Regions from separate parts of the Zea mays genome. Here region 2 is linked to region 1. A link is a contact called in public Hi-C data. All regions are on one chromosome and are shown on one strand. Each heading gives the region's core, a stretch centred on a gene start, on an enhancer-like site or on the middle of the called end of the contact. The rest is flanking DNA. Distances are from core to core; before and after follow the strand shown.

Region 1 (4,239 bases), core at 925-3,424:
GCAGCCCCGCCGCCCTCCCGAACAGCCCACGGTTCTTCTCGCCGCACCCGAACCGGAAATTCTGCATGCACAGTGCACGCGCGCGCGCGTCATGAGATGTCATGGCGAAGTCATGCCGCGCCCTAGCTAGGCGAGGGCGCGACCGCGCGAGGCGCCCATCGGCCACGTACGGTAGGTACGTACCTTGATGGTGTCGTAGGCCAGGGTGAGGGTGTCTTGGGCGTAGAAGCCGATGGTGTAGGAGCCGTCGCCGTACTGGATGCCGTACAGGCAGTGGCCGCCGGAGCAGCCGCTGACGTAGAGGTCGGAGCAGTAGGACGAGGAGCAGGAGATGTTGGCGTAGGTGGCGGACTTGGTGGGGTCGAAGAGAGGCTCCTTCTGCCGGTAGCAGTAGGCCACGCACGGCTGGCACTGCACCCACGTCGTGTCGCTGCCGGTGTCGAACACCACCGTGAACCGCTCCGCCGGCGTGCCGAGGCGGACGGGCACCACGTAGTTTCCCGTGCCCAGCGCGACCCCGTACGACGCCGGCAGGTCCGTCGTCGACGTGGCGGAGGACGACGAGGGGACGACGATCGACGACGGCGGCGTGCCGGGCCGGAGCTCGACCGGTGCGCCCTGCTTCCGTCGTCTCGCCCGCCCGGTGGTCTCGGCCACGCGGCGGTGGATGTACTCGGCGCGGCGCTGGTCCGCGGCGAGGATCTCCGCGTGGGACGGCGCCTTCCCGTTCCTGTTGTCGGCCAGCGGCGAGCACGGGCCGTGCTGGTGCACGACGGGCATCCTTGTGGGCGGCGCGGCACCTTGTTTTTGCTCTGGATTAATTAATTTTTTCAGACAGATGGTCGGTTCGATACGGGGAAGTTCGGAACTTTCACTTTGCAGTTACCGATTAATTTAGAAAACCGTATCTGTTTGTGAAATTTTGAATCTTTTGGGTGAGAAGCTTTGCAAATTGCCCCGTGGAAAACTTCGGTTTCATTGGAGAAACAGCAGTGAAGAAAACAAGCAGCGCATCATTTTCAGACATGAAAGGTGTTTTTGTATCTAGTGGCCGGTTATTATCGTTCTCTGTACGGGCTTAGCCATTGCTTTAGCTTCTTAGCTGGCCATTTCGACAAGACAACAGACAAGACTCTTATTTTCTCTTAAAATATAATAGAAAACATACACTCTTATTTTCTCTTATGAGTGCTAGATATCTTAGGACCATATAAGAGCTGCTGCTGAATAGATAAGCTAAGCGGATAGCTCCAGATTCTTCATGCTCGCCGGGTCGCCAGCTGAGCTAAGTTGCATTGGAGAACAATGTAATCGCAAGTTTGACGGACAAACTTTTTCTTAAAGTTCATGTCCTTCACTTCTTCGTTCCAATTATGCTACTGAACTCTTCTTTCTTTTGTGTGTGCGTGTCACAACAGCAAAAACACAATTCTCCGACGATCGTATTATGTCCGATGGCTACAGACACTTGTCGGACATAAGAGCTTATGTCCGACGGCTTATCGACAGCCGTCGGATATAAGCTTATGTCCGACGTCCGCCAAATAAACCGTCGGACATAGGTGATTTTAATCCCATCGGACAACCCGCACACGTACTTTCACTTCCTTTTGTTTCACCACGTACATCACACCACCCACAAACGCCACCGTGGGCCCCACCATCGGCCGTTACCTAAGTTAAATGCCGATGGCCCTTTGCGGCCGTCGGACATAGGCTATTTCCGACGGCTGTCGTCGAAAATAACCTTATTTCCCCTGTTACGACCGAGAGACACAGGTATCGTCGGACATAAATCTTCGGTCGTCGAAAACAAACTATTTTCGACAGCTTAGATCTTATATCCTAAGGCTTTGGCCGTTGGGAATTTCGTCGTTTGCTGTTGTGTGTGTAAACTCAATTCAGATTTCATAGTACCTATCTTTATAAGTAAATCCATGACCTACATACAAGTGACTGAAAAGGAAATACGAACTAAAAGAAAAGAACTTACGTAATCCATGCATGAGGTGCAGCAAGACACACACGCACGCATGGGCCCAATCGGTGATGAATGAGCAAACTAACCTGCTTGAGGGGTGGGGCAAGGAGCGGCTGCGGACGGGAGCAGGGACTCCACGTCCAGCTGCACAATGGAGGAGGCGCCCTCTGCACCAAGAGCACCCGCGGCAGCAGCAAGCAGCAGCAGGGGGAGCAGCCAGCGGGCCTGGCAGCAGGAGGACGCAGCCATGGCGGCACCGGCCTAGCTAGCGGTTGGCCGCGTCTGGGGTGCTACCGGCTCCGCGAGCTGCACCTGTCACGTCCTGTTATCGTCTGCGTATACATATAGGGCTATAGGCCCTGCAGCCGGGGGGGCTCGAGAGAGAATTCGTGTAGTGCAGTAGCTGGGTGGTCTATTTTGGCGTGCTCCTGCTGCATTGTCCCTCTCCTTCAGTCGGGGCAGATCGATCGGTTTTGCTAGACAGACACAACTTTCTTTCTTTTTTTTCGAAAGGTAAGACAGATACAAATACAACTGAAACGAATTGATCGTCTGGCTGCCGGCCTGTATGTGTTAAAGTGTTTTCAGTATGCTGCTCATCCCCTGACCCGGACGAGCAGGAAGGATGGGAGAGGTTCAGGTTCATTCAGGTGGCAACTGCACAGAGGAATAGGAGCACCCAAAAAATTGTCCGTCTATGTATCTGCTGCTGCTAACTAAGTTGTTGTTTAGTTCACATATTTGTAATATGATGGATAACTGGTAATATTAAATCATGTTTAGGGTTTAGATCTAATCGTTATGTTATATTTCGTGAACCAAACAACACTTATAAATGGCCACCGAAAAAAAAGTTGCTTCGGTGTTTTTAGTTTAAACGTCCACTTGGCCATTTTGTATCCACCTCTTTTGTAATGCAAAACACAGCAGGGGTTGGTTAAGCGTGTACATTAGCACGTAAAGCTTCACTGTCCATGCACGTCCCTGTCGCGCAAGGACTGCCGCATCGTCATTTGGATAGACAGCACAACGGTCTTCATGATGAGCTACATACAGTATTCCTGCCCATGCATACATCTATATCCGCAAGCAGCAGCTCCATACGGCATTGTTGGGGTACTGTACTATTCACGTTAATCCATATCTATTGAGGTGGACGTGGATTAGCGTGAATACTAGAGTACTTAAATAAGGCCTACCGGATAATTCAGCAAGATTCAATTTCCATATGTTTCAGCAAAAAAAAGGTTGTGTAATTGTCGAGTAATGTTGTAGGTTTATAGGTTTCATACTGAACTTTTTTTTATTGTCGACGGGGGGAGGGGGGGACCTCTACCTGATATATTGCAGCAGGCACGCTCAAGAACCCTAAGCAAGGAGTAACAAAGTTTCACATGCGGGAGATGGCGAGGGTGAGGGAATCACACCAAGCCAAAGCTAGCCTCCTATATATTACAAGGCTTGAGCCGGTAAGCCCAAAGGCAGGCGTCTTCCAGACAAACGTGAAGAGTGACAACAATAGATGTTGGTTCTCTCTAAAAACGAAGTGATTGTGCCTCTTCTATAGGTGCCAGCAACACAAAGCAATGAAGGTGGGGAACGCGCCGTCGTTGATGGAGCTGAGGCACAAGAGCAGATGGAGCCTAGAGCTCCTGGCGGAGGCATTTGACGTTGACACCAACAGTGGCCTAGAAGGCGCTAGCAAACTCACACTGAAGTTTCATACTGGACTTACTGCAAGTGCGTGGATAATTCATTTGAGTAAGTTTTGTTAAGGTTTCTAAGACCCTTTAGGATCTAACTGAGTTCTTAATTCCTTTCTATTAACTCTACATACATGTGCTTATAGATCTAGCTAGAGAGGTTGGGAGAGGGAGAAACTTGGTGATATACCTTCTGGTGGTCCGATGTTGAATGCGGCGTTGGTTGCTATAGTGGCACCCTGTGTCGGTGCGCCGCCATCATTCATGTACTCATCGTCGGGCCTAGCCCTGAGGGGGAGGCAGGGTATGCCACCACTTAAGGTCCCCAAAGTTAGAAGGGCCCTCGTCCAACCCAAATACATATATACATACGGTATACATAGGTGTCAGAAGAAATTTTATACGATGAGAAGTGACGAGTAAGTTTTTATGATTTCAATCAGCGTTATTTTGTAAACACTAATGTGTAATAATCTATATTATAGTAAGTTATATGCAATATTTTTTAATAATATATGTTTATTAGATGATATATATACATATTTATATATAGTT
Region 2 (4,239 bases), core at 480-2,979, 310 kb after region 1:
CTCAGGGTTGTATGGCTCTGGAGGAGGAGAAAGTTAGGCTGCACCAAAGTATAATTTTTTTGTTAATAATGAAGCTAAAAGTATTTACGAAGCTAAAACATGACAAGCATACATATAATCCTTTCACGTTATGCGGCATCTTCAGCTCTTCTCACCTCTTCTGAAGCAATATGAGATTCCTTTTCATTTTGCCTAATAGTTTCGTCTGCCGAAGGTCCTCAAAAACACGGCTAACCATTTGCTTTCAGCATACTATTGAATATTACAGGAGCTTCGTCAACAGAAGAGCTTTGACATAATGCAAGAGGAGCATGACGAAGGAAGTTTCGTCCAACAGACTTCATCATGGTGGAACGGGTAGACAACGTAAGGAGAAGGTGTTGCTCAAGTTGATGAATACAAATGGCGATATTTCCCTTGTAACATCTTGTAATCTTTGTATATAGATATTAATGGCATGAATGTAATAATGTACAAAGCCTCACGGTTGCATATAAATAGATGAACAGTACCTCTTATACTGTTCACGTTGGATTGTAATCGCTCTTGCGTCATCACCTTCGAACAAGCCGAAGGTATTAGGGTAATATAAATTCTGATAATGTATATATATTTATCATGAAATGACTATATGAATGGATAATACATCTCGCATGTATAGGACTTTTATCTTATATGAATGATGAACGATGAATACGTGTTTTTCATGACCTTCATCTGAAGATCATTATATATATCCGAAAGCAGATAATGCTTCGAAGGACAAAGTCCTTAATGTATAACAATTGTGTTGTCTGATTCTTGATCCACAACAACTGAGAACAAGTGATCAACAGGTAATACAGCATTCGTGTTGTTTTATGTCTTAGGTAAACTTGGCCTCCACTTGTGTTTCATGAGCTTCAAGAGTGGCAAGAAGTCATCATCGACATGACAGACCCTTTACAAGGAAAGGTATGTACAAGGAACAAAAAAAGGTACTCTTCCCCTTCTGTATTACTGTATGCAGCGAAAACAAATGAGGGGGGAAAAACAGAGGCCGAAATGCAGGCAAAGGCACCTGCGCATTTGCGGTAAGGCGTAGTACGAACGCTTGTCGCCGCCCGCTGCGTCGCGTCGTCATACGCCGGCCTTCTTGCTCATCTTCATCTCGTGGAGTCCGGAGCCGCTGCCGCTGCCGCGGTGGAGCCTGCACCGGAACGAGCCCTCGTGCACGGTCGGCGAGCAGAGGCACGCCCCGGGGCTCACCGGCAGGTGCTGCTGCTTATTCCTGGCTGTTGTTGTCCGCGGCGTGATGTTCGCGGCGGCGGGCGCCTCGTGCGACGAGGCGCCGTGCTGCTGCTGGTGTCCCGGTGACGTGACGGCGGCGTGGAGGAACAAGGCCATCTTCTCCGGCACCGCGACCTTCTCGATCGGCGCCGGCCTGTCCCCCATGGCAGGTCCAACACGCCCTAACCTAGGAGAGGTGGCGTTCTTGATTGATTCGCCGGCCTCGGTCCACAGTCCAACCGATTCCATCACAAAACATTTAAAACCGATCAAATTAGCAAGAACTGGTTCAAGGATGCAGCCAACACGTTTATTACACACTTGAATCGAAGCAAAAGAAAGTAAACTAAAAGCGCGCATAAGATTTACTTACCCTGAATGTATTGAAATCCAACAATTATGGAGTTAAACTACTAGATCTACTGAATTATCTCTATGGGTTATATGTTGCTGTAGCATAGCAGTAACGAAATGGCGAGAGGTGGTGGAGCTAAAGCGAGCGATTTATCCATGCAAAAGCCTATTTAAAGATCGGAATAGCTATTTTTATCGTGTATTCACGCTACTTGTGGATCAGATATCCATTCGTGTGCATGAGCAGCTAAGCTGCTGAGCCGGAGCTGGAGTCACTATTTTGAGGCCAGTTTATATTTGGGCTCTCGAAAATGTATCCTGTCGTTTTACCAGGAAAAATAATACTTAATTGTGCTGCGGAAAATATGTTACTTAGATTTCCCAAATTGTTTGAGTCGATCATAGATTGTTTGAGCTATCAAGGGTGAGGTTTTGCCTCGTGTCTTTAGTTGAATATTGACAAAAAGGAATTTTTCCAAGATGATAAGTGCCCAGACCTTATTTCTGTTCCATAAAGACGGATGAGGAATTCCTATGGAAAATTTATTTTGGTTCTGTTCTAATCTTGTAATTGACAATAAAAGAAAATAAATAACAATAGCTTCTCTTAATCAGAGTAATAGGAAACTAGCTAGTAATTGACACAACTCATTGGCTTGCAATCTTGTATTTGATGAGCACCAAATATTTCTCGTACATGTAGAAACGGAGTGAACAAATCACATGGTGTTGAAATCGATGCCTGATATCCACGCTGCAATCAAAGATTTAGATGGGAGAGAATAATTAGTAAGCCATGCTTAGCATATTGTATGCTACTCACTGAAATATAAAAGACACATAAGGTCAAGCACAAAACCAATACAAGTCAAGTAGACATTCATCTAATTAAAAAAAAACACACACACACAACTAATAAGAAATGGATATGAAACAGGTCACAAAGAGCACCTGGAATTTGGTTTGTCAAAGTCGACCAAGTCACCTTCACCGACATAGAGGCGAGATCAAAGTTTACTTTTTTACTCACACATCCATGAGTGTTTACTTCAATGGGAATACAGCGTTCAGCGTCGTCTTTTAAGTCATTGTTTTTACCCACTTTGAACTTCAAATGCATCCAAGTATCCTCGAATACAGCAACCGCGTATCTTAAGCCACTTGACTCACCAACAATGCCATTGAAGAGCTGAATTTCTTCTTCTTCTGAATCACTGACAAAAACAAACGAACTGAGAGACAAACGGACACCTTCCTGCGCATGCACTTCTGATATGAAAACTTCTATCGTGGCCTCCACTCCGCATAAAATGCGGGCTACAGTCATGTCAACCGCACCACAATCACCGTTTATGCGATATGTGAATGGTGGCCAGCATGGTGTCCTTAGCTCAGAATAGTCTATCATTCCATCAATGAGCTGTAGATCATCTTCTTCTCGATCTCCATTCTTTATCCTCATATCAAACTCAACAAGTACAGAGGAAACCATTGAGATGCCTCGCTTAGGGCCAGTCATTTCGATAAGGGAATCCTACAAGATTATTATTAGTAGTAGTAGTAGTAGAATTTTTTAATATTATTATTATTATTACTGCTGCTGCTGCTAAAAACAATGGAAGTTGAGTTTCAGTAGTTACAAGCCAACAAAATACTAAGAACTAGAAAATATTCACATAACAGAAAAAGATGCATAATTATAATAACAATGATTATTTATTAAGGAAATACTAAAATATTCCATTGCATTTGTTTATAGCTTTACATTGTAGAATGAACGTACTCCATAAAATAAAGTCACATAAGTACATATACACACCTTTTGCAGTAAAATGGCTTCATCCCTGCTCCGATTGACAATGTAATTAAGCAATAAATCCTGATCATCCCGCACCGCCATGTAACCATATAATTCTACTGAATCTCTTTCGATGGGAATTTTACCCAATGTTAATGAGAAAATTTGCATCATGGGCTTTGGTAAATGCCTAATGCACTTTTCTCGATTAGGCTGGCAATTTGTGGGCTCTGATAACGCCATTGGCTCCAACCGAGCTTCCTCAAATATTGCATAAAAATGCAGCAGATAATCAATACATTAGAAAAATGCTTATTAAAAAGAGTGTACGTCGTTGTGCAATGTGTTTGTACATACCAACTTGTGGAAACCATAATGCAGCCACAAGTTCATGCATGTCAAAATATACATTGAAACCTCTAATAGAAATAGAACACACAACACAAGTCGTGTATACATTCAGAAAACCACAAACACGAATATCCATTCTGACAATTACGTACAAACATGGTTCTTAAGGCGCGCGCCAAGGCGAGGCATACTGAGCCACACCCTTCCTATCACCTAGCTAGGTGATCATAAGGCGAGGCAACGTGACGCCATATGAGTCTAAGAAACTTCAGAACTGTTGCTTTTCTATAGTATTTTGTGTCTGCAGCTGATGGCGATACCAGCCGAACAGCTGGCTTGAAGGCAAAACGAACAGCGACATATATGATAGCTTAAGGCCTTTTGGGGCATCATGACTGATGGAGCCTTGCTAGCTTACAAGAGCAGGGCACCCAACTTCTAGGACAGTAGAGCTAGTGCAAAGATCC

What was found. A called contact is a pair of places that touch in the nucleus more often than the background predicts.
Region 2: a contact with region 1 is called in a Hi-C map of ear, with 1.6 times the contacts expected there. The contact joins the promoter of LOC114574140 here to the promoter of LOC100382248 in region 1. A contact is called at or near these places in 2 of 25 Hi-C or Micro-C datasets (ear and tassel).

The regions. Positions count from the first base shown.
Region 1 is chr6:109,980,739-109,984,977 of Zm-B73-REFERENCE-NAM-5.0, forward strand. LOC100382248 reads right to left here and starts at 2,175. Exons shown (of 3, transcript NM_001175001.1): 1 at 2,068-2,175; 2 at 184-812; 3 at 1-61. The coding sequence starts at 780.
Region 2 is chr6:110,290,203-110,294,441 of Zm-B73-REFERENCE-NAM-5.0, forward strand. LOC114574140 reads right to left here and starts at 1,730. Exons shown (of 2, transcript NM_001369711.1): 1 at 1,643-1,730; 2 at 833-1,553. The coding sequence starts at 1,518. The coding sequence ends at 1,120. It overlaps LOC100278599, which reads right to left. Exons shown (of 5, transcript NM_001369712.1): 3 at 3,443-3,678; 4 at 2,575-3,157; 5 at 2,080-2,377. The coding sequence ends at 2,343.